Linked DNA regions of Mus musculus: all the other regions are linked to region 4. Evidence: chromatin contacts called from public HiChIP or PLAC-seq and promoter capture Hi-C data. All regions are on one chromosome and are shown on one strand. Each heading gives the region's core, a stretch centred on a gene start, on an enhancer-like site or on the middle of the called end of the contact. The rest is flanking DNA. Distances are from core to core; before and after follow the strand shown.

Region 1 (4,988 bases), core at 1,552-4,051, 960 kb after region 4:
AAATCCTAACCTGGGGGCTGGTGAGATGGCTCAGTGGGTAAGAGCACCCGACTACTCTTTTTTTACTATTTTTTACAATTACTACTATTTTCCTTATTATTTCAACAAACATAGCAAAAACATGTTACAGACTGTGCTGTGTTCCCCAAAATTCACATACTGAACTCCAAACCCAAAGACTTCAGAACGTCACGTAATAGAAACAGGGTCTTTGGGCTACAGAAATGGCTCAGTGGTTAAGAGCACTGACTGCTGCTCTTCCAGAGGTTCTGAGTTCAAATCCCAGCAACCACATGGTGGCTCACAACCACCTGTAATGGGAATTCGATGCCCTCTTCTGGTATGTCTGAAGACAACAACAGTGTACTCATATACATAAAATAAATCTAAAAAAGAAAAAAGAAACACAGACTTTAAAGATGTAATTTAAACTGATGTCTATTATTAGAAGAGATATATACACAAATAGTCATAAAGAGAGACCATGTAAAAGCAGGAGAGAAGACAGCTAGCTCTAAGGCAAAAGGAAATCCTCAGAAGTCAGCCTTCAGACAGCTGAGCAGGTAAAAGCCCTAGCCCTGAAGCTTGACAGTCTGAATTCAAACCACAGAACCTACTGATGAATGAGGCAGAAGCCCCAAGAAAATTGTCCTCTGGTCACAAATATGCCCACATTTACAAGTGCACACACAACTAGTAAGTAAAATAATAATAATATAAACAAGTCAACCTAGCCAATACCTTTATTGTGGCCTTAGAACTGTGAGAAAAGTCAATTTCTACTGTTAATCCCTCTGGCCTATGATACTTTTTCATGGGTGTCATAACAAACTCATACAGGATTCAAACAGAAAAAAAAAAATGCTTGGCAAAATTCCAGCACAACCAAATAAAAAGCCTCTGAAATTTGTTTCAAAGGGCTGAACTTGGAAAAAAAAAAAAGAAAACAGAAAAACAAAACAAAACAAACCAAGAAACCCCACTTGATTATCACAAAGTTACTACTGTTAAAGTGAAGCACTCCTGCTAGGTGGTGGTGGCACAGGCCTTTATTCCCAGCACTTGGGAGGCAGAGGCAGGTGGATCTTTGAATTTGATGCTATCCCGGTCTACAGAGTGAGTTTCAGGACAGCCAGGGGATACAGAGGGAAATCCTATCTTGAAAAAACAGTAACAAACAAAACTAACAGTGAAGCACTCCTGTGATTTATGTATGCAGCATATATAGGTCTAAAGTAAATTTTCAGTAATTTAAATATTTAGTACCTACCATGTGCATGTCCAGCTGAGTTCAATTTTTTTTTTAAAAAAATGACTGTATAAATTATCTATTTAACCAACACATGGAAAAAACTTCCAGGTGCCAAAGTCAAGGCCACGAAGTAAAATTAACCTTTAAGCTGTAGAATGAAGTAAACTACAAAGTCAACAGTGTTGGTTGAATGTGGTCAGTGTCCCTTTGGCTTGGAACTATTAGATCTTGGGCTTTCTTCACTAAATTGGCATCAGAGTTGTCTTTCCTTCCCTTCTATGCTAGGTCTTTTTATTCTGTGTGCATGCCCTTCTTTTGCCTTACACTGCTTCAGGTTGTTGCAACTGTTGTTTTAAAACATGTCTCTCCCTGCTGGGGAAGGGGGAGTGGGTGGATACACACAATGCCTGGTTTGCTCAATGATAAATTCCAATTCTAGCCCACACACAGGCACTCCTAGAAACACTACTGAAGTAATTCATCCTTATATGTCAAGTGTTGTGCAAACACTATCACTAAAAATAATATAATATAAAAATAAAATAATAAAAATAATATAGTAACATAATGCTCAGCTACATTATATGGCAAACTGTAAAGTCCTTTAGAAACAAATAAAGATGGATATGGCTTAGAAAGATCCTGGAACTTCGATGGCACCTCAGACACTGGAATCTAGGTCAACCTAGAGGTAAACCCACCTTTTAACCTCTCCGCTCTAACCTCGTCGGAAGTTAACTGTTTCAACACACTCTTTAGGAAACCCATTTAAGTGTGTATTTCAATTTATGAGAAACCAAATGAAAAAGGAATGTAACATGCCTTCTGACTTATAAAACGTTACACAAGCTCGATGTAAAAATTAGTGATGAGCGAGAGAAAAGTAGCTCTCCTAATAAAAAAAAGCCTGAAGACAATTAATGTCTTGCCTCCCATCTGAAAGTTAACGGGGCTTTAAAACATATCTTTCACGTGGATCGTAGACACTAAACCTGAGCTCTTATCTCAGTGACAGACTCCAAGAGGGGACTTCCCGTGGTGCAAAGCCACCGGGAAGGTCAGATGTCACACAGAGGCGGGGGTCAGGGGTCAGGCCCGGCGGTGTGACCACGGGTCCCCGAGAGGCGAGAACACATCGTACTGGGTCCCCAGAGCAGAGTCGGGGTGGAGGGCGGGTCAGCCTCGGTATCCGGAGGCTACGGGGCTCTGGCATCCCCTTCCTTGTCCCTGAGCGAAGACGAGCACGACAGCGCTCGGGAAAGGCGGAGACCGGGTCCCGCAGGCCAAGCCGTCCCGCCCGCGGCCTGGTCGCGCCTCACCTGAGGACGCCGAGCGGCAGCACCGCGGCCTCGTCGCCCGCCCGGGCCGCCACAGCAGCCCGCTGCTCCCGGACCTGCCGGCTAGCTCTTCCGGGAGACGTGGAAGGGCGGCGAGGACCTCAAAACAGAGTGGCCAACGAGCTGCCTGAGTGGCCGGAAGCTGAGCGCCGCCGGCCGCCTAGCAGGTCACTCAGGCGGCGGCGCCGGCGGCCGCGGGGCCCTAGCGCCAGGCCACGCCCCCTTCCGTCTGCCGCCGAACCGGGTGCCGCGCCAGCGTGCGTGTGACGTAACGCCGCCGGCACGCGGCCTCCACAACATTGCGGAGCACGCCCACAACGGGGGGCAGGGTCCCGAGCACCACAGGGGCGGGCCCAAGCCAAACTGGGCGGGGCATGAGCCGGCCCAGGCCTCTGAGCTCCTCCTCCCTTTCAAAAGTTTTACACGTGAGGATTTCGAGGCAGAGACTGGAACTGTCTAATCCCTGGGCCTGTGGGATGGTTCAGTAAATAGAGTACATAGATAAATAGCCAGGACTAACGGCCTGAGTTCTGAGTTCTGAGTTCATTCACAAAGCACACACACACACACACACACACACACACACACACACAAATTAAAAATACAAGGGCTGTGGAACAACATTATGAACTAACAGTACCCCGGAGCTCTTGACTCTAGCTGCATATGTATCAAAAGATGGCCTAGTCGGCCATCACTGGAAAGAGAGGCCCATTGGACTTGCAAACTTTATATGCCCAGTACAAGGGAACGCCAGGGCCAAAAAGTGGGAGTGGGTGGGAGGGTATGGGGGACTTTTTGGGATAGCATTGGAAATGTAAATGAGAAAAATACCTAATTTTAAAAAAACTGGGAAAGGGGATAACATTTGAAATGTAAACAAAAAAAATATCCAATTAAAAAAAAAATACAAGGGCTGGAGAGGTGGCTCAGTGGTTAAGAGCACTGGCTGCTTGCTCTTCCAGAGGTCCTGAGGTCAATGGCTCACAACCAACTGTAATGGGATGGGATCTGGTGCCCTCTCCTGGTGTGCCTGAGGGCAGCTACAGTGTACTCATATAAATGAAATAAATCTTTAAAAGAAAAAAAGAATACAATTTAAAGGGATGGGGTGAAGAACTCGGGAAGGGGGGACCAGTAAGGGGGGCAACATTTGGAATGTAAATACATAAAATAGTATAAGAAAAAAAATAAAAGAATACAATTTTTTAAAAAGAACCTGCTTTCAAGTGACAGAGATGGATTTTGCCTAAACTAATGAATCAACAATAGTTCAGAGCCTTTTGTAAACCAAGAGAAACAGGGAGAAGTATCCCGAGGTAGGAAAATAAGTCAGTTTGTGAGGGTTCCTTGTAGAAAAGATAACTTGAACTGAGACTATTATTCAATAGTGCTATAGTTATATTTTGCATACAGCTCACAGACTTTTTGAAATGGGTTTTTAAAAAGAAAATCTGTGTTCAATAATTCACTGAAGGCTACATCTACTGGGTAAACAGGACCAGGCTAATTTCGCCAACTGAAAAGCCTATGGTAAATTCTCAAGTAAGTGCGTTTGGGCATTGAGGAAACTAAGACTCAGAGATGTTAAATAATCTGGTTCCAATATTATCTGTCCTTAAAAGGGAGGTGTCCATCTCACTCCAAAGTCTGTGCCCCTAGACTCAAATTTTTATTGTCTCTGCATTGAATATGGGGAATAACTACAAGCCATTTTCTTCCTATTAAGTCAGGTTTAATCCAACTCAGTAGTGAGACTAACTCCCAGCAGAAGCCGAAAATCACTGTTGCTGTGATCTTAGAGCCCTTCTTAAGTGGAGAACAGTTTCAGGATCCTTGAGCGGCTCCATTCTCACAATGCCGTAAGGAGTGTCTTGCTCTTATTGTGTGGTAACTGGCATTGCAGTTCTCAACTAATTCTAACTAAGCTGTTCTTCCTGTTAAGGGCTATTTATCATCAGTGGTTGCTAGGTGACTGTCCTACATCCCAAGATGGAGATATCCTTTCCAGCTCCACTGATGACAGTTTGATCATATGATCTACCATTCACTGCTGGAATGTAGACAGGCCTAACTATATACAAGCCTAAACGTTCAGAGTTAGGCAATGGTGTGTTTCCTCCAGTTCTTTTTCTTCTTGAGAGAGAGCAGCTCCAAGCTAGGGTTATTCTGCTAGACTGAGTCCTGAAAGGAAGAAAATGAAGCAGTAAATAGTCCACATCTAACATGTGGTCAGTTAGAAATAGTTCTTTGCAGTTACGGGCTAGTGAGATTTAAGACTGGCTTTTCCACAGCCTAACTAATGAAACCTAATACATCACCCTATTTTACAGATAAAGCACAAAATGCAGTAAGGTGTAAATGCAAACAAGTTATTTTTCTCTTGCTGTAAGAAGTTG
Region 2 (5,002 bases), core at 1,528-4,027, 790 kb before region 4:
GCCCTTGCTTTCTCCTTGAACTCTGCCAGGATCTGCAGGTGCTTTTCAATAAACAGGGCACTGCCTGTGCTGATCTGTACCTGGTTCCCTGGCTGACTGAGAAGGTCTAGCAAGTACCTAAAGCCCTGGTGGATGTCTGGTTCAGGGGTCTCTGTGAGGTTGAACTTGAGACCTTCTAGGATTTCCTTCAGGGTGTTGCTCTTTGCTCCCAGGGACAGCAGGGCCAAGGCAGTGCAGATGCTGAATGGGGAGAAGACAACATTTTCATCTGGATTCTTCAAAACCAGCTCCTTGTAGAGGCTGAAGGCAAAGTCAGTGTTGCTGGAGGCCAGTGTTAAACTGTCCACTGATGTGATATTTTCTTGGACTTCACGGACTGCAGTGTTCCTTCCCAGGGTGACATCTGGGCAGCCAAAGACAGCAGGGGAGACACCAGCCATTACTCTCTTCTCCTGTGTGAAGGAAAAGATCCATTCAGTTTATGTTAGTTAGTGTTGTGCTGACCATCTCCTAGTTCTCTTATCTGGCCTGTTTTATGTTTGGTTACCTCTGTAACCTTCATAGGAGATGCTCTTGCCTCTGTAATGACATCAGCCTGTGCCCTGCTTCCTTTACCTATGGAGGACCTGTTGTTAATGTAGCCACTTTCCTAATAGAGAACCATTATCCAGAGAAATGAAGTGACTGCCACGAAAGGAAGTGAAGAATGCGGGATTGTGCACCAGCCTCTGTCTCCTCTCCTTTTCTGACATTGGCATAAGGACTTACTGGGAGGCAGGAACCATCTTCCTTTGCAATTGTGTGCCAACACCTCATCACCTCCCCTTAGTCTGGACTCAGGGAAAGAATCTTAGACCAGTTAGGCAGGACAGGACCCAGCCCAACCTCCAGGTGACCTGTTTAAGAAATCTCATGGCAGTGAGGTGGATCTAGAGCATGTTTCTTGGAGTGGGGATGTCAATTTGGAAAAAACACTATAATTATCTGGCTCAGTGTCAGAGCCTTGGGACCTCTGAGAACAGGTACCTATTAAAAGGACCAATAGTGGAAGGTTCTTTAACTCAAGCCAAGGTACCACCTGGTAGTTTATATCTCATTGAAAAACGGTGGGAAGAAAAGTGAGTGGAGCCTGAATCTCTCAAACCTGGACAATATTTTATTCTGGCTTTCTGGATGTCTGTGTGGTAGCAAGCAGATGGGTAAACTTCTGTGGGCAATCTGTCAAGAGGACCATGTTACATAATTATCAATAATATCTGTAATATATAATATCTTCAACATGGGAGTAGATGTGACAAATGTCCAAAGGGCCATCTCCTCTATACACACCTGTCCTGGGAGTCACAGGTACCATGAAACCCTACAAGTGATGGTTTGTGATCTTTCTGAAGACAGCTGCCCCTTTTCAGCCTCTGCAGACTGTAGGAGAGATCAGAGGAAATGCAGATACCTTAGGAGTGGGATGGGGAGGGGGAGGAGTGGGGAACGGAGAGGACAATGGGACAGGAGAAGAAGGAATGTGGAAGTGGAAGGTAGATGGGCTGTATGATGGGAGGATGAGGGGACAGGATGAAGGAGCTAAGAGAAGATGGAGGGGATAAGAGACTGGGAGATGTTGGAGAAAGGAGAGCAGGGGAGGAAGGTGTTGGAGCTTTGCCTCATGTCCCCAGGGCACTGACATGTCTGCAGAGGAGCCAGGGTCTTCAGCCACCTTTACTGTTTGTCAAACTGAGGCAACCATTTCTTTGGAAAAGCATCGGATAGTACTTTATTTCAAGATTATCTCCACAGAACACAGGCTAGTCTGTTGGTGGAGCAGTAGAATTGAGTCAGCAGCTGAGTAGTTGTCTTATCTATATTATACCTGTCTTATCAAGAAACCACAAAAACCACTGAATTATCAACTAACCAGGGCCTTTAGTTCATCTCTGTTTATAGTGCTGAGAATGAAAAATGAAAATATCAGACACTTACTGCTCATTGTTTGGAAGCTGCTGTCTTTTCCTCCACTCTCATTTTCCTAGAGCTTGTTCTTCCCTTCTCTTCTTTAGTTTTTAAGATCTTGCCAATGGCTTTGACAGCTCAGTTCTGTTGTGGATGGTCCTGGTGCTGTTTGTATTTTAGTGCTAATTCTTCTCTTCCAAGAGGGGTCTTCTGGAAGGACTCAGGTGACTGCTGTAAACCTTCTAATGAATAAAGACACCAATCACTGGGCAAGTAGGTGGGATTTCCGGGTTCTTACTATATTATACCTGTCTAGGAGAGAGTGTGGCCCTGGTTTCCTTTCCATGGAATTTCCAAGGGAAGTGGTGTCCCTGAACATAAGGCCTCTGCAGTCTGATATGAGCATAGCAGTGGTTCTCAATCTGCTGAGGGACTCTGTAACAATACTGTCCCCTCCTGGCTTCTACATCAGCACCTGAATTAGCAAGGTCTCAGTATGGACCTGTGGAGGGTCAGAAGGTGCAGGCTCCATTTGCTTTCCAGGAGCATCGCTCATGGCACCTGCAGCTTCCATAGCCATAAAGACCCAGATAAGAGTGAAGATTTTCATGCACTGCAGAAATGTTCCTGGAGTCCAATCTACTGCCCCAGATAAAAATCCTCACCCCCCCCAAAACAAAACCTTAGGTCATAGACAATACCACAAACCCAGTGAAGACTCCTTCTGTTCACCAGAGAGAAAGTATCACGCCTTACCTGCAGAGCTGGAGCAAAGGCCAGTGTCTGTGGTAGCTGGCTCCTGGTGGGCAGGGCTGCTGCCTTCCTGGTCTGCTGTTCTCTCCACTGTTTGCTGAACTATTTATTTCCACCAAGGACTGGTCCCACATCTTAGGAAATGGTGATGTATACAAGCTGTGCTCTGGGTTCTGATGGGAAATGGGTGATTTCTAGGAAATAGAACTGATAGGTTTTAGCTTGCAAAATCATTTCCTGCTGGGCAATCCCCTAACTGTTATAAATAAACATGGTAGAGGGTGTCCTGGTGTGGTTTCTGCTTTTTTAATGTTGAAAGGAGACTGTGGGAGAGGGATGTGTAATGAAGGCAAAAAGACCGGGCACAAGCACAGACCACAAGTCCCCAGGAGAGTTAAAGCTAACACTTATCCTGGGCTTTGTAAGAGAAAACAATTCTATGTCCATGCTGGAGGCACACATTCTGCAATGCTGACAGGCTTTAGCCTGCTTCTATATAAGTGTCCTGTCATGCTAGAATGGGTACATAATAAACAGAGATGTGCTTTGCACTGCTTGGCTAACTGACTTCTGAAGGGCAGCTGCCTGTGTCTGACAGTGGAAGAAATCTGAAAAGAGTCTTTGTCTGCAGAGACTGACTGGCTAATGGGAATTTGAGTTCTCTAGAGAGATTGGAGCATGGCAGGTCCTGACAGAGGCTCATTATCACCTTATCTTGTGCTAAGTTCTACCTCTATGGAACACCCATGCATTGCCTGCCTGTGTGTCAGAACTGCCATCTGTGACAATAGGATCTATTAACTTAGCAACCAGCTAGCTGCACCCCAAGAGCTAAGCATGGCAGCAGATGATGCCTTGAGTCTAGAGAGCAGCTTTCCCCATGCTGATGCTGATGCAGCTGCCTCTCTCAGGTATCCGCCCATGTCTCCTAAACTTGCCCAGGTTTGTGACTTTCTTTCTTTTGTAAAGCTATAATGATTTTGTAGAGATGATTCCTCATTGGAACAAGGAATTTGAGTGATGAAAATCTGTGTTCTCTGACAATTGTCATGCAAACTGGCTTTAGAATGAAGTATCCCTTACTCTCTTTAGGATCATAGCTGTGGATTTTGTGTCAACAGTAGGGTGAGTTCTCAGCAGCATGTGTTCGGTTCATAGCTGCAGTCCCCCAAATGGAAGTGCAGGTCCTAACAGGGAGGATTCTTGATGCCTAAGGAAAGCCTCAAGTTGGCTCTACACACACCAGGAAAGAAGATGGTCTATGGTTTATTCCTGTTCGCCAGGAAGAACCTTAATATTCCCATAAATATCAGCGACTTCAGGCAAGGGACCTAGTTTCTATTCCATGCAGACAGCCTGAATCATCTCAAAGCACCCTATACTGCTGTCATATCAAATCTTTTTTCTTCTTTCAGATGTTGCTTCTTCTCTGTGCCTGCAGGCATGAAATGGGGGGGTGGGGGGAGGAGGGAGGAGTGGGGGGAGAGGTGGGACTGGGAGGAGAGGAGGAGGGAGAAAGGGAGAGCAGAAGGGAGAAGGGAGAGTGGAGGAGAGGGGAAAGGGGTGAGGGGAGAGTGTAGAGGGAGAGAGGAGAAGGTAGAGGGAGAGGGGAGAAGGTAGAGGGAGAGAGGGGAGGGAGAGGGGGAGGGGGGGAAGGTGGGGGAGGGGGAGTAAGAGGGCCTGCCAATTTTATTCCCAATAAGATCTTCTTCCTATCTACAGACTTTAGTTTAATGTCTTCACTGCCTCTTTGCTTACATTTGGTTGTGAAACCAGGGAAAGAACACTGGGCACTTTTCACACGGTCCTATCCACCCTAACTTAAGTGTCACTTTTGAGACTCCTGGGTGTTTCTGCTGAATTCTGCTGGCTCCAGTTATCCACCACATTCAACATCAAATTTTAGAGTTGGTCATTCCAGCTCTTTCCTTTCCACTGTGCAGGCTAGATTCATGTCAACTTGAAACAAAGTGTGGTCATCTGACAGGAAGGAATCTCAGTTGTCATTTGAACCTGTGTCTCAGTTTGCAGAGCATTTTCATACTGATTGATGGAGTGTGCTCAGCCAATTGTGCATGGTGCCATCCCTGGACTCATGAGTCTGGGTCTGTAAGGAAGGAGGCAGAGGAAGCCATGTGAAGCAAGGCAGTAAGCAGCAGCTCTGCATGGTCCTGCACGGGCTCCTGCCTCCAGGATTCTGCCTTGCTTGGCTTCCTCCCCGATTTCCTTCAGTGATGAATGTTGTTGTAGAAGTATAAGCGTCAGAACCCTTTCCTTCTCAACTTGCTTATTGGTCATGGTGTTT
Region 3 (5,009 bases), core at 1,028-3,527, 550 kb after region 4:
GGAAAATACAATATACTTTAAAATGTTTTTAAAAGGTCAGGAAAATATTCAAAGAAATAACAGTTCTTCTATTAGAAGTTGACAGAAACAATTTATGCCCTTTAACTGAATACCAAATCACTAAAACAAGAAAGCTCAAATTTTCTTTTACAGAGACTAGGAAGATAGGGGTATAGTGCTTGCCATGCAATTGAATGAGACCTCCAGAACCCGTGGAAAGCTGCACACAGTCTCTTCATCTATAATCTCGGTGCTACTTCGGAGAGATGGGAGACAGAGAGCTCACAGGCCAGCTGGACAGAAATAAAAAGTGACTTACCTCAAAGGGAAAGGGTAAGACTGACTCCTGAGTTTGTCCTCTGTCCTGCACAACCACACACACACACACACACACACACACACCCCCCACATATTCAATTAAACAAAAAAGAAAGAAGAGAGAGAGAGAGAGAGAGAAAGGAAGGAAGGAAGGAAGGAAAGAAGAAAGGGAAGGAAAAGAAAAGAAAAAAAGAAAAGAAAAGAAAAAAGAAAAGAAAAGAAAAGAAAAGAAAAGAAAAAGAAGGGGCTGGAACCCTTTTTACCACAAAACAGGAAAAAAAAAAAAAAACCTACAGAAGCCAAACCCATGACAAAATTTCATTGCTTCTATCCTTTGAAACTTATCTAAACCTGTATACAACATACCACCAACCAGGAAAAAAGAAGAAGAAGAAAAAAAACAGACTTGCAAAACACAGTTTTTATTCATAGAGAGCCAAGGGCATGGAACCTCAAAAGCAAATTTCAAATCCATCTCCCAGAGAAGTGGAAAAGGGTACATTTATTGGACCAAGTTCCACAAGCTCTAACTTGACTATCATGACCCATATATCAGCAATGTTGCACACAGTCAACTGAACGAAGTCGGTCATCAAGCAAAGTGGATTGATGGGCCTGATGATACACACCCTTGTAATCCCAGTGCTTTAGGTGGAACTAGGAACAGTTCAAGGTCAATTTCAGCAAGCCAAAGTTTAGCCTAGGCTACATATGGGTCTCAATACAAATACTTTTCCCCTCCCATACCCCAATCCATTGAGAAAGTAAATAAGTGTTAAGGGCTGGTTAAATCTTTAATTGATTAGGTTAAATCGAGTTAATTTATTGAGGAACTAAGGACAGGAGCTTTTTATTCAGAAGTCCTTTTTAAAATGACCATAAAGAGGCCCAAAACATGGAACAGTGATTTAAAGCACCTGTTGCTTTTGCAGAGGGCCTGGGCTCGATTCCCAGCACCCACATGGTGACTATACCACCATCTGTGACTCTAGTTCAGGGGATCTGTGGGCACCCATGTGGCGCACATACATTCAGGCAAAACATTCATACACATAAAAAATTAATCTAACACTATCAAAAAAAGAAATGTAACAGGAAAGACTAGGGAAAGACGGAAAACGCAAATTCCTGAAGGACACTGCCTGGATTCTTGGCTTGGCTTGCCCGCTTCCCTAGCTGTAAAACAGTGATAATAACGCGGGTCCCAGCTACCTCAAAGGGCAGTTTTGGCATCCAGACAGAAACCATGTATTTAACTGTGTTTTGAAAACTGTAGGGCACTCCATAAATGTAAGCCGTTTTTGTTACTGCCTCGCTGTAATTATGGCAAAATCACAAACAAGGGCTGTTTATGGAAGAGATCTGGCTCTCCCATGGGGGGCACTGTGAATTCCATCAGCCTAGTTCTTTGTTACTGAAACTTTTCAGTATCTTTTTTTTCTCAAATACTAGGTAACTAGCAAAGTACTACATATAAAAGTACCAAGAAGACAAAATAGTTTTAGAAATTCTTAACAAAAAAGAAGCCACAGAAACGCAAAGTCGGCCAGGAAGGAATTTTCCTCCGGATCGCAGTTCTTTTTGAGGCAAGCATTTTATGCCAACACCCGGTGGGTGGCGGCTGCCCAGAGGAAACGAAACAGTGGAACTGGCCTTCCCCTGCATAGCGATGATTATTCCATTTAGATACAAAGAATAACAAGCTACAATTCCCGGAGCTGTGCAGGATGCTGCAACAAGTACCCCGCGCCCCTTCGCACCTCCCTCGGGCAGGCAGAGCCAGAAGAATGCGCGCGCACTCGCCTCTTGGCCTGAGCCCCTGGGAACGCGCCTCCCTAGCCTGCCCCTCCTCCCCAAGCCGGCGCGCCGACGTCGGGTCACGTGACGTGGGCGAGCCGACAGCGGGGGCGGGCGGGGCCGTCCGGCTCCGCAGAGCGGCGCAGGCGCGCCAGGGCCGCGCGAGGCGAGCCCCTCCTGCTCCCTGTCGGAGTCAAAATGGCGACGGGGGGAACCTGGAGTGGTCCCGGAGCCTAAGCCACTGACAGGAGAGGGGAGGGCGGCGGCGGCGGCTGGAGGAGAATGGCCGCGGGGGCTGGCGCCAGTGCGGACGACGGCGCTGGGGGCGGCGGCGGCGGAGGCGACGGCAGCGGTCCCAGCAGCAGTCGCGGCGGGAGGAGCCTCCGAGGTGAGTGTCCCTCGGTGTCCGAGGCTTGAGGAGCCGTCTCGCCGGCCCCGCGCGGCCCGGGACGTCCGGCTGCCGGCAGGGGCGGTGGTTGGGCGTGGTGGCGCCTCGGCCGAGGCCCGGACGCCGCGGGGTTGCCGAGGCGCTGGCCAGCTCGGCCGTCTAGGGCCCAGCGCGCCGGCGGCGGCGCGGGACGGGGGCCTCCCGGTCCCCGCGCCCTGAGGGGCGGGCCGGACAGCGCGCCGCCGAGCGGGCCGTGACCGAGGCGCGGCGCTCAGGGCCGGAGGGCGCGCGGCTCCCCCACCCCCGCCCGGGTGGCCGCCGGGACGAGCCCCTAGCGCCGGGCTGCGAGGGGCGGGACCCGCCGCACCCTGCGCTCGGGAACCCACACCCGGCGCGGACTCCTGTTTACGGGCTGCGGGGTGGGCGTGAGGCCGCTGGGGAGGGCCGGAGCTTGGGGGGGAGGGGGGAGCAGGCCTGGGGAGGACCACTCCCCGCGGGCGAAGTGAAAGCGTCCCGGAGTGAGTGCTCTGGGAGGACCGAGACTGGCGTTGAGCTTTGACAGGTAGGTGGGGGAGACAATACGGAGCGGAGCTTCGGCTGGAGCCGCGGAGGCTAAGCTAGCTTAGCTCCCGGGAGGACTTGGCGAAAGGCGTGCCTACCTTCCCTCCTGCTCTGCTGTTTCTCCCTTCCACGCACTCACACTCTCGCTCTCGCTCACACTCCAGGGTGAGAACTTTCTCGCCGTCTTCGGAGAAACTCCGAGGAGTGTTGTATCCGCTTTGAACCACCACAGCGCCTCTCCCATACCAGCACACATAATAAGTACTCTGGAGTAGGCCGAATTTGCAGAGCAGTCTCGGTTCTCTGGCCCAGGGCACTGGCCCCTCGGCTCAAGCTTCTTACAGTGACGGAGCAAGGAAGAAGCGTTTTTTGCAGATAAATTAGCTTTTCCAGCAGACGTTATCTTTTGTCTCTGCGTAGCGTCTATGGCTCACCCATTACTCACATTGTCTTCTTTGTAAGTCTGGAAGAAAGACTTGAAGTTATATGAACCGTACATTCTTCATAGCAGCTGTGATTCGACTGGTCTTGGAATTTTGGAGTCAGGAACACCTTTAGAGATTGGGCGTGTTCTAAAGTGGGGGAATTGGACGCGGAAAGGTGCGATTCTGTGGGTCATGTAGCTGGGGAGGGGTGAGACCTAAACTAGGATCTCGGCTTCTGCAGGTGAGGAAGAGCTCTTTTCACTCCACTCCAGCACTACTGTTTGTGGGTAGCTTTCACCACCGCTGCTCAGCTCAATCCCTAGGCCGTTGCACAGTAAAGTTGAACACAGAAACGAGTATCTCTCTGTGACCCTCGCAGCTACCTCAAAATAGCTGCTAAAGAGGCCAGCCCACCCAACACCATATTTAATAAAATTTAGTAACATTTCACTTGAAGTTTTCTTAGGTCCATAACTATATTTTCATCAAATTATAGCCTGGCTCATTCTTGCGTGGGTTCGTTCTTTCTGTAGTTCTGTAAAACCTAACTCCTATTAGTGTTCTCTGTCCCAACATGATTAAGATTAGCGTCTCAAGTTCTTTGTATCTGGCTCTAACCTTAAGATTTAAAACATTGCTTTTCCAGGTTATGCTGCCTAGTCCCCTTCTCTCCTTTATTTGGGCTTCAGAATTTTGTATATAATGTGTCACAGGTCAACTTTCAGAAATATGATAGAATCAAGTGATTATGTTTTCATATTTTACTCACAGTACTCAGGTTATGTACACTTATTGAAGGTCTGCTCTGTGTTTTCATTATTCCAGACCTAAGGGGTAGGAGTCAAGAAATGTAATATATAGTAGACTTTGCCTCAAGGTTCTTATTGGAAAAAGATGCACTCACATGAGTCTAGAAGCCAATGTAGTGAGTTCTACTAATATAGAGAATGCTGTGGGAGTTCAGGGTAGAGGGAGTTATAACCGGGCCTTGGGAGTTTAAATAACTTCCTGGGACACTTGGAATGTCAACTGGCCAATGAGTGTTTATATTTACAGAGAGATTGGAGCAGTTACTTTGTGACCTGGGTGAGGGGGTGGGGTTGAAAAAAAAGCAAGTGTATAAATTGGAGTTTAGTGCTAGGGAAAGGGGATAGAGGGAGACAAAGGGAGCAAGAGTTTCTCCTCTCAGGAGAATATTTTACATGAGGGACATTAGGTAGCCAGAAGGCTGACTCTGTAGAAGGATTTGAATGCTAAATTGAAATTTGGATTTGTCTTTTATGCAAGTTATAACAAACCTTTGAAGGTGCTTATTATAAGCTGTCATCCACAGGTTGAGTTAAAATAAAGCAAGAATAAAATGAGCTAAGAAGACAGTAGCTAGTCATTTTATTACCTGACTCAGAGATGGTATCTTACACTAGGATCGTTCCTCTTCTCCCCAGATGCTAAGATTACAAATTTGTGCAGCCACACACACACAACAAAGTTTATCTCAAAATATTTTTTTGTAGTGCTGA
Region 4 (4,895 bases), core at 1,043-3,542:
AAGACAGGGAGATCTCTGAGTTCAAGGTCATCTGGGATTAAAGGCATGGTAGCACACACCTTTAATCTGGGCCACACCTTCTGTTGGAGACCTGTTGATGACTGGTTTTCTCTTTGCCTGCTTGCCTTGTGGGTCTAAGCAACTGCTAGATCCTTGGATTTCCATTCATAGCTGCTGCTGACCATTGTTAGGGAGTTGGACTATGTAAGTCACTAACAAATTTCCTTACTATATAGAGACTACCCATAAGTTCTGTGATGCTAGAGAACCCTAACTAACACAGTATCATTTTTCTACCTGACCTTATTAGACTAACATCATGGTCTATGGTTGTATCCACATATTCTAGCAGAGGATTTCATTCTTTTTGTGACCAAATAGTATTCTACACTGCTTGAGTGCCACAATTTCTGTATCCACTCATTGGCTGATGGATCTGTCCATTGCTTGGTTTTTTTGAAGTGTTTGATTCAGGTGTCTCCTTGACAGACTTCACTTGCTTCACATACCTTCTGAGCAGATGGTCATTCTAGTTCTTCATTCTTCAGGAATTTCCATGATGGCTGTACTTAGTTATAGCCCACAACAATGAGCCAGGCTTTGTTCCCTGTAACATTCTCACTGCAGTGAGGCCATGTCTACCTGTGGCTCTAGTTTGCATTATCCAATTGACTAGTGGCTCCCTGAGCATTTTTTTCTTGTACCTTTTAAGAAATGCTTATTTTGGTTTATTGCCCATTTTGTAAGCATATCCTTTTACAATTGAGTTTCTGAATTCTGTATTTCCTGCTTTATTAACCACATTCAGATGTGTAGTTTGTAGGATTTCCTTTACTCTTTTTTAAAAAAGATTTATTTTATTTCATGTATATGAGTACACTTAGCTGTACAATTGTTTGTGAGCTTTCATGTGGTTGTTAGGAATTGAATTTTTTTTAGGACTCCTGCTTGCTCTGGTCAACTCCCCTTGCTTTGCTTGCTCCCTCCCAAAGGTTTATTATTATAAATAAGTACACTGTGGCTGTCTTCAGACATGCCAGAAGCAGGCGTCAGATCTCATTACCAGTGTTTGTGGGCCACCATGTGGCTGCTTGAATTTGAACTCAGGACCTTAGGATGAGCAGTCAGTGCGCTACCTGCTGAGCCATCTCACCAGCCCCTCCTTTATTCTTTTTAACAAGATATCTCTTTTACGTTTTTAGGTGTATGTCTGTGCACCACGTGTTTGCAGCACCCACTGAGGCCAGAAGGGGGCATCAGATCCTCTGGTCAGGAATTATGGATGGTTGTGAGTTGCTATATGGGTGCTGGGAACTGAACACAGATCCCTCGGAAGAGCAGTCTGTGCTTGTAACCACTGAGCCAACTCTCCAGCCCGCCTTTTTTCCCCTCTCTATTCAGGGTGGTGTGCGGAAGCATTTTTGTTTTCATAAAAATTTCATGCATCTCTTTTTGCTCTTGTCTATCCTTTTGGCGTCTTGGTGAAAGTCCCTTGCCAATGACAACACTCTGTTATCTAATTCAGTGTTAGGTGTGTATCTCATAATGCTGACACGGAAAAAAAAAAACTGATCTAAGTTAAGATATAAAAGAATACATTTTCAGGTCTTCGGAGATGGCTCAGTGGGAAGCGTGCTTCCATATGCATGGAAGACTAGTTTATTTATTTTTTTAATTTATATGAGTACATTGCAGCTGTCTTCAGACACACTAGAAGAATACATTGGATCCTATTATAGATGGTTGTGAGCCACCATGTGGTTGCTGGGAATTGAACTCAGGACCTCTGGAAGAGCAGTCAGTGCTCTTAACCTCTGAGCCATCTATACAGCCTCTAAGACTAGTTTAAATCTCCAGCACAAACATCAAAAAACAATCAAACTAAACAGGCAAATGTATCGTGACCAGCTCTGTGCAGTAGGAAAGGCACTACGAACTGGAGAACATGGCTCTTTCAACCCAGGGTTAGGTGGTTTATAAATTAGGTAAGGAAATGTTTTAAGGCTCCAGGTAGTCAGTTACTCATGCATGTGGGACAGCTACTGCACACAAACCAGACAGCGATTACCCGGGCGCTTGCGCTCCCTAGCGTCCAGGAAGGAGCTCCGAAACATTGCCTAAACCATAAACAGGAAGCGTAACCTAGGCCACACAGGGCCCGCCCCCCAGCTCAGTCCTCCGAGTTCCAGCCAAAGTCCTGAGAGAGTGCCAATCAGATAGACGCTTCCGCACAGAGGCGGAACTTCCTTCCTTAGCGCGCACGCGTGCCCGGAGCTCCGCCCCGGAACTGCAGTACTGAAGCTGCTGCAGTTCCGGGTCGGGTTGGCGCAAACGGCCCGGCGTGTGAGGTGACTGCGGCGGTGAGTGCTCTTTGTGGGTTCGGAGCGGAGCAGGCCCTGGCCGGCTGCGGAGGGGCTCCCCGGTGTCTTCGAAGCATCGTGGCTCACCGGTGTCCCCACAACCTTGGTTGCCGGTGGCTCATGCTTTGCTGTGGGCATCAAGGCCCGGCAACCTCCCTTGAAGCCCTCGTGGGACTCTGGCAGAAGGCACAGGTCACTCCCCCGCGCCCTATTTCTAGTGACGTTCCCTTCACCTTGTCAAGGTGGGGCCGAGGTGCGGCGGGGGTCGGGGGGTCGCCGTGCGTCCCATGCCATCCTCACAGACGCCATGTTAAGCGGTTTTTGACGTGCGTCACTATTTCGTATTCAGATGAGGACCCAGTGCGATAAATATCTCATTATCCTCAATTTGTAGATAAGGAGACTGAGGCACAGAGATGTGCAGCAAACACCGAGCAGGATCCAGATTTGAATCGAGTTTTGCCTTACTCTCTCCACAATGTCCCTTTTCATTTAGAGAGGACCCATGTAGCGCCACTTCCACACAGATGAGTCGTGCATACTCAGACTTTAAAGACAGGGTCTTGTGTAGCCAAGGCTGGCTTTGAGCTCCTGATCTTCCATCTCCATTCCTGAGGGCAGGATACCGGCTATGTACGGTTTTACGCAGTGCTAGGGGGGGTGGAACCTAGGACTTGACGTGTTTCAACCTATCTGGCCAAGGCCAAGATGATGGAAATGGCACTTGTCTTGTTCTACCAGGGAAAAAAGCACGCCGTATCTCAGATTCTTACTCCGTGTTCAAAATGGCTTATCAAGCCTCTTTTGATACTTATTTTGTGTACAGTGTAAAATTAGTTATTATTAGATATTATCACACCCTTCTCATTTAGAAAGATTGTAACACTAAATTCTGAGAGGAGGTGGGTGGGTGGGGGTTGCATACAAAGTAAGTGTTGGAGCTAGGATCCTAACCAGAGATAGCTCATGTGTCCTTTACTGCCTGTGTCCCCTCTGCTCCAAGCCAAACTACCTATTCTGTGGGTGTGTTTCATTTTCTGGATTTGAGCATCTCCTCTATGTAAGTTAAGCCATCTCTGTGTCCTTGGCTGTTTGCAGGGTCTAGTACGTTTTAGGAAAGCGTGTGTTGCCCTAGAGCCTGTACCCCACAGTCACTAACCCAGAAGAACATTTCTTTTCAGCAACCATGAAGGTGAAGGAGACAAACTCAAAGCCAAAGTTGGCAAGCCGTGGCACGTTCCAGAGGAAGGGCATCAAGATTGTGGGGAAATGGAAGCAAGTGACGATCGACCCGAATCTGTTTGCAGATGGACAGATGGATGACCTGGTGTGCTTTGAAGAGCTGACAGATTACCGTTTAGTCAAGAATCCCTCCCGTTTGTTCTCAAGTGAGGAGACAAAGAAGAGAAAGGCCCAGGCTGTTTCAGAAGAGGAAGAAGAGGAGGAAGGACAGTCCAGCTCCCCAAAGAAAAAGATCAAGTTGAAGAAGCAGAGAGATGCGGCACGAGCTGCCGAAGGCGCTGCTGCCCAGAATGAGTATGAAGTCAAAGCGTCCGAGCCAGAGGCTCAGGGAGAAGTCACTGCTTGTTCTGATCAAAAGGTCGGAGGAGCCAAATCAGAAAGCCTGGCCCAGGCTGCTCCAAGAAAGAAGAAAAACAAAGGGAAAAAAAAATTGGATACTTTTCAGAGCACTTCCCCCAAATTGCCCAAAAAATCGAAGAAGACATGGATGGCTGAGGTGCACGACCAGAAGGCAGATGTGTCTGCCTGGAGGGACCTGTTTGTGCCCAAGGCTGTTCTGCGCGCTCTCAGCTTCTTAGGCTTCTCTGCACCTACCCCAATCCAGGCTCTGACTTTGGCCCCTGCCATCCGTGACAAACTGGACATCCTTGGAGCTGCTGAGACAGGTAAGGGCTGTTCTGTCTGTCCCAGGTATGAGAGTTTCTGGATTCAGTCCTTGGTTGTCCATAGGCTGAGAAACTGGGAGAGGGGATTGTTGGGAATGTGACCACAAAAGCCATGTGTTGCAAACATCCAGCTCTGGGCTGAAATCTGCCCCACTTGACTCTGGTACCCTCTTTCTATCTCTGAGGTCTATGTGAGGTCACTACTTCATGTCTGCATTGCTGGACTGTGTCAGGTTCAAAAGTTATTGAGACCAGTGTTAGTTAATTCCAACACCAGACAACATTACAAGAAAACTACAGATGACTATTCATATTTGCACATGACCAATGCAGTAATCTATAAACACACAGAGATCAAGCTCACTATTTCTCAGGAACGTTTAGTTTTCATTCTGAAAATCACTGTAATTTGCCTTTATTAACAGACAAAAGCATACATACCTGAATACATACAATAAGAACATTTGTAAAAACTTTTTAAAAAAATATTTATTTATTTATTATATGTAAGTACACTGTAGCTGTCTTCAGATACCAGAAAAGGGCATCAGATCTCAGTACAGATGGTTGTGAGCCACCATGTGGTTGCTGGGATTTGAACTCAGGACCTCCAGAAGAGCAGTCAGTG
Region 5 (4,866 bases), core at 902-3,401, 980 kb before region 4:
ACCAGCTCCTTGTAGAGGCTGAAGGCAAAGTCAGTGTTGATGGAGGCCAATGTGAGACTGTCCAGTTGTGTCCCATTGTCATGGTCTTCTTGGACTGCAGCATCCATTCCCAACGTGCCATCTGGGAAGCAGAGGACAGCAGGGCAGATCCCAGCCATCAAGAGCCCCAGAGCTGCAATGAAGGCCATCTTCTGTGTTCTGCAGTCTGAAAGGAAAACATCCTTTGAGTCTGGGAGGACCAGCTGGTGCTCTGACCATCTCTTAGTTCTCCCACCTGCCTGTCATTGTGCCCTGCTCTACTGCCCTTCCTGCCTCTGTGGTTGCACATGGGAGGTGCTCTGGCCACTCGGATGACACCATGTGTTCCCTACTATCACGGAGGAAGTGCTGCTGCAGAAGCCAGTTTTCCTAACAGAGAATCAAATACTCAAGAGAGTTAAAGGGCTATGCCAGGGTTCAAAGAGCAGGCCAAATAGGAGCTGGGGAGGGGTGTAAGCCCTGTCTCCCCAGGGTCTTCTCTCTTTCTCTCATGGCAACGGACCCATTAGAAGGCAGGGATTCCTCTTCCTTTGCAATAGTTCCCTTCCTCAAAGTTCCCGCCTGTCATTCCTGGTAGGCAGACCTCAGCAGCCTTGAAGCAGAAATGAGCACAGGGTCTATCTTTGCCTTTTGGTGACAAGTCTACCAAATCTCAAAACCGTGGCCTGAATCCAGAGCATGTTTCTGGGAGTGTGGATGTCAATTGAGAAGAAGCACTGGAGACACCCGGTGCAGAGCCAAAGCCTTGAAACTTCTGAGAACAGGCCATTAGTGGGGTCAGTATGGGAAGGTTCTATCTGCCCTGCCTGGGAACCACATGGTTGTTTGTACCTCAGGCTTGGAAGGCTTCCTGGTGAGAAGAAGAATGAGCGGTATCAGTCTCTGACACCTGGACCAGATCTCATGTTGGCTGTCAGGATGGCTGTGTGGTAAAAGCAAATAGGTGGACCTTTCTGTGTAGCTTGGTGAGGGGTCCAGGTTACATTATTGGTAAGTGGCTGGCTTGTTGTGGGCATTGGAAGTGGTTGTCTGGAATGTCTAGGGGTCCATCTCCTCTATATCCACCTGGAGTGGGGACCACAGGCATCCTAATGGACTATAGTTGAACGCCTGCAATCTTACCTTTAGTCTCTGGCCATTTGTACAGGTGTCCAAAGGTGAAGGTGGATGGTAAATGAACAGGGATAGAGGAAGAAGAGAAGGGGGAAAGCAGGAGTTTGGAGAAAGAAAGGAGTGAAAAGTAGAAGAAAGAGGAACATGGAGGTAGAAGGAGGGGGGTCAGGGAAAGGAGGATGGAGCCGAGGGAAGATGGAGAGGAGAGGAGAGAATTGGAAGGCCCAGAGGAGTGTTGGTGCTAGCCACTTGTGCAAATAAATGGCTGTGACGTGTCTGCAGATGAGCCAGGGACTTAAGCAACTTGGCTGATTTTATTTTCAGTCCGATGCAACCATTTCTTTGGAAAAGCACTAAACAATATTTTGCACCAAAAATATTTCCAGAGAAAAGAGGCTGCTCGGTTCATACAGCAGGAGACGTGGCTCAGTGACTGAGCCATCTTTGCTTCCCTAGTTGAGGGGGAAGCCCCTCTGCTTGCCTAGGGGATCTGGTATCTAAGAGGGAAGTGGAGTCCCAACCCCCCAGGCATCTCTTCTGTGATGTGAGCAAGGCAGAGCTGCCACCTCCCCAACAGTGACTCTGCAACAGTCCGGTCTCACCCTAGCTATGACTGCAGCATGCAAGCTAGACATGTCTCTAAACCTCCCCCCCCCCTTGGAGTCAGAGAAGCAGGCTCCATTTACTCTCCACGAGCAGAGACCACAGCATCTGTATCTTCCACAGGGAAGAGAAACTGACCGGAGAGAAGATTTTATGAACCCAAGAAAGGTTCCCTGATTGTAAGCCAGTATCTCAGCCAAAGCCCTTGCCCCACCCCCACAAACACAGGTTGCAGGCAGTAGCCAGTACCGCACAGTCCTGGGAAGGTTCCTTCTCTGTCCCTGGAGTCAAGGAATCCTGGGCTTTACCTACAGAGCTGAAACCAGCCAGCTGCCAGCCTCTGTGATAGCTGACTCCCGATGTTCAGGGTTGCCGCTTGCCTGGCATGTTGTCCCCAGTGCACATTAAAGCCTATTTATTCCCATCAAGGGCTCCTCCCTCCTCTTAGGAAATGCTGGCATGGACAAGCTGTGCTCTGTGCTCAGACTGGAAATGAACAGACTGGATGATTTCTGGTAACATGGATTTGTAGCCTCTATCAGAACTCCTTCCTGATGGGAAAAGCCCCACCTCTGTTCTACACAAGCCCACTGCTGTACTGGACAAGTCTTCTGTTTATGAAATGCTTCAGAGTCGATGTGGAAAGGGGGAGAAGTCAGAAGCAAAAGGAAAGTGCACAGCCCTCCTTGTCTCCTGGAAGGCTGCAGCTAACATTTGTTTTGGACTGTCTAAATCATTTAGGAAAGAACAGAGCAACTCTGTCTGTCCTTCCAGTTTCTCTAGGGAAACTTACATATTAATAAACACATGCTTGATGCTGACAGAAGCTGTCTACATCTATATCTGTCCTGTCAGGAATGGCCATATCCTAAATAGAGACTTGTCTTTGCCTCTTTATGCCACATTTCCCAACCTTTCTGTCGGGTAGGAATATCATGGCCAAATCACACTTTTCCTTTCACACTTCTCCTCCTCCTCCTCCTCTTTCTCCTCTTCCTCCTCCTTCTTTATAAAAAGATTTATTTTATTTATATGAGTACACTGCAGCTGTTTTCAGAAACAGCAGAAGAGGGCATCAGATCCCATTACAGATGGTTGTGAGCCACCATGTGGTTGCTGGGAATTGAACTCAGGACCCATGGAAGAGCAGTGAGTGTGTTTAACCACTGAGCCATCTCTCCAGCCCCTCTTTTACACTTTTTATGCTCATCCAGCTCCCTCTAGTATTTTCCCTCTCCTAAACTCTAAAGAGCCTCTTTGTCTACTGACACCTACTAATGCTTTAATGTATCCTCTTCCACATTCCCTCATTGACCCCAAAGCATAGGATACTGTTCCTCTTTTAGAGCGGTCACATCAGCACCCCCATTAAGATCCTACTTCAGGACCCTACCTTTACCCCTGTATCACTTTGTACAAGGCTTAAAACCTCTCATACAGCAGCTGCTTATTAAGGTGCTCTCAAGCGCACTCTTTTAGCCTGTATCACCCTTGCCTTGCCCATCCCAAAGTCTTTTACTGGCAATGCTCAGGACCTCAGCATCATCAGAACAGCATCCTTCCTATCCCATGCTCAGGACCTCAGCATCATCAGCACAGCATCCTTCCTATTCCATGCTCAGGACCTCAGCATCATCAGCACAGCATCTTTCCTATTCCATGCTCAGGACCTCAGCATCATCAGCACAGCATCCTTCCTATCCCATGCTCAGGACCTCAGCATCATCAGCACAGCATCCTTCCTATCCCATGCTCAGGACCTCAGCATCACTGGCACAACATCCTTCCTATCCCATGCTCAGGACCTCAGCATCATCAGCACAGCATCATTCCTATCCCATGCTCAGGACCTCAGCATCACTGGCACAACATCCTTCCTATCCCATGCTCAGGACCTCAGCATCATCAGCACAGCATCATTCCTATCCCATGCTCAGGACCTCAGCATCACTGGCACAACATCCTTCCTATCCCATGCTCAGGACCTCAGCATCACTGGCACAGCATCTTTCCTATCCCATGCTCAGGACCTCAGCATCATCAGCATAGCATTCTTCCTATCCCTTGCAGTGGTGCCTAACCCTCATAGTAGACTTTCTCACTCTCTTCCTCTACTTCTTTCTTTACTGTATACTAAGGATACTTTATCATTCCTTCACACCCAGGTAACAACACTTCATCTTACTTGGACTATCTGCCCTAGGGGATCTGATTTAGTCCCCATTACTTCAACCAGGCTCTGGCCACTGACTTCCTTTCTCTCAACCCGCCCCCGCCCCCCCCCCCCACACCCCAGCAGGTTAAACCTGTATGTAGATGACCTTATACCATGCTGTCCCTCACTCTGCTGCTTTGAAGCAGCATTCAAGAACCCCTCTTGGGCTGGAAGTGAAGGCTCAGTGGCTAAGAATGCTGGCTCCTCTTCCAGAGGTCCAGAGTTCAATTCTCAGCAACCACATGGTGGCTATTAACCATCTGTATTGGGATTCAATGCCCAGTTCTGGTTTGTTTGAAAATAGTGATAATGTACTCATATACATAAAATAAATGAATCTTTAAAAGAAAGATGTATTTCTAAAAAAAAAAAAAAAAGAACCCCTCTTCTCAGGTAGGAGAGGACTGAGAGCCAACTAGTTTGAGACTAAATGAGGAATAAGATACCTTGTATATTGTTGTATATTCTTTGTAGGTTAAAGTTTCTGTATTTAGGTAAGAGAGTTAGGGATGGATTTCTGTTTGTCCTGTGCAGGTTGAGGTTTTTGTTTGTAGTTGTAGAATAAAATCATTTTTGTCCCGTGCTAAGTCCTTGTAATTTAAAATGAGAGCAAAACAGGAAAAGTCAACCTTGCAGGTTACTGGTTCTGTTTGCAGTTGAGACAGTTAAGAACAAAGTCCTGTTTTTCTGTCCCGTGTTTGTTTGACCCACCTGCCCTGGATGTGCTCGATCACACGTGGGCAAGAGGTACTTGGGCGGGAAACATGTCAGGGCATATGCTTGCCCTCATTGGAGGTAGGTAGGAGGTGCATAGGCAGGGAGGATGTCAGGATGTGCACTTGCCCCTAATTCATTCTGATGGGAAATGCAGTGAATTTTGGGCTTTGCCATTTTAA

Evidence for each region. Promoter capture Hi-C pulls out the DNA fragments that hold promoters and counts their contacts. HiChIP or PLAC-seq counts read pairs in DNA pulled down with a chosen protein or histone mark.
Region 1: a contact with region 4 is called in a promoter capture Hi-C map of pre-B cells, with 2.8 times the contacts expected there. The contact joins the promoter of Golga5 here to the promoter of Ddx24 in region 4. A contact is called at or near these places in 3 of 39 promoter capture datasets (liver and pre-B cells) and 1 of 115 datasets of contacts at active chromatin or transcription factors (astrocytes).
Region 2: a contact with region 4 is called in an H3K4me3 HiChIP or PLAC-seq map of bone marrow-derived macrophages, with 4 times the contacts expected there. The contact joins the promoter of Serpina3f here to the promoter of Ddx24 in region 4.
Region 3: a contact with region 4 is called in an H3K4me3 HiChIP or PLAC-seq map of bone marrow-derived macrophages, with 5 times the contacts expected there. The contact joins the promoter of Btbd7 here to the promoter of Ddx24 in region 4. A contact is called at or near these places in 4 of 39 promoter capture datasets (the C10 cell line, embryonic stem cells and pre-B cells), 3 of 484 Hi-C or Micro-C datasets (CD4 T cells and the G1E-ER4 cell line), 2 of 115 datasets of contacts at active chromatin or transcription factors (bone marrow-derived macrophages and memory CD8 T cells) and 2 of 9 other capture datasets (adipose tissue and macrophages).
Region 5: a promoter capture Hi-C map of hippocampal neurons shows a contact between it and region 4, with 2.7 times the contacts expected there. The contact joins the promoter of Serpina3n here to the promoter of Ddx24 in region 4. A contact is called at or near these places in 6 of 39 promoter capture datasets (the 3T3-L1 cell line, 3T3-L1-derived adipocytes, embryonic stem cells and 3 more), 1 of 484 Hi-C or Micro-C datasets (cortical neurons) and 3 of 115 datasets of contacts at active chromatin or transcription factors (embryonic stem cells, forebrain and neural tube).

What each region holds. Positions count from the first base shown.
Region 1 is chr12:102,466,947-102,471,934 of GRCm38.p6, reverse strand. It overlaps Golga5 (golgi autoantigen, golgin subfamily a, 5), which reads right to left and starts at 2,801. Exons shown (of 13, transcript NM_001199004.1): 1 at 2,572-2,801. Gm30198 (a long non-coding RNA gene) reads right to left here. Exons shown (of 3, transcript XR_381856.1): 3 at 4,059-4,773.
Region 2 is chr12:104,212,319-104,217,320 of GRCm38.p6, reverse strand. Serpina3f (serine (or cysteine) peptidase inhibitor, clade A, member 3F) reads right to left here and starts at 2,777. Exons shown (of 6, transcript NM_001168294.1): 1 at 2,701-2,777; 2 at 1,975-2,186; 3 at 1-452. The coding sequence starts at 440.
Region 3 is chr12:102,875,710-102,880,718 of GRCm38.p6, reverse strand. Btbd7 (BTB (POZ) domain containing 7) reads left to right here and starts at 2,277. Exons shown (of 11, transcript NM_001377026.1): 1 at 2,277-2,503.
Region 4 is chr12:103,423,244-103,428,138 of GRCm38.p6, reverse strand. Ddx24 (DEAD box helicase 24) reads left to right here and starts at 2,292. Exons shown (of 9, transcript NM_020494.4): 1 at 2,292-2,360; 2 at 3,542-4,267. The coding sequence starts at 3,547.
Region 5 is chr12:104,403,993-104,408,858 of GRCm38.p6, reverse strand. Serpina3n (serine (or cysteine) peptidase inhibitor, clade A, member 3N) reads right to left here and starts at 2,151. Exons shown (of 5, transcript NM_009252.2): 1 at 2,064-2,151; 2 at 1-205. The coding sequence starts at 188. It overlaps Gm40561 (a long non-coding RNA gene), which reads left to right and starts at 4,691. Exons shown (of 3, transcript XR_872953.1): 1 at 4,691-4,765.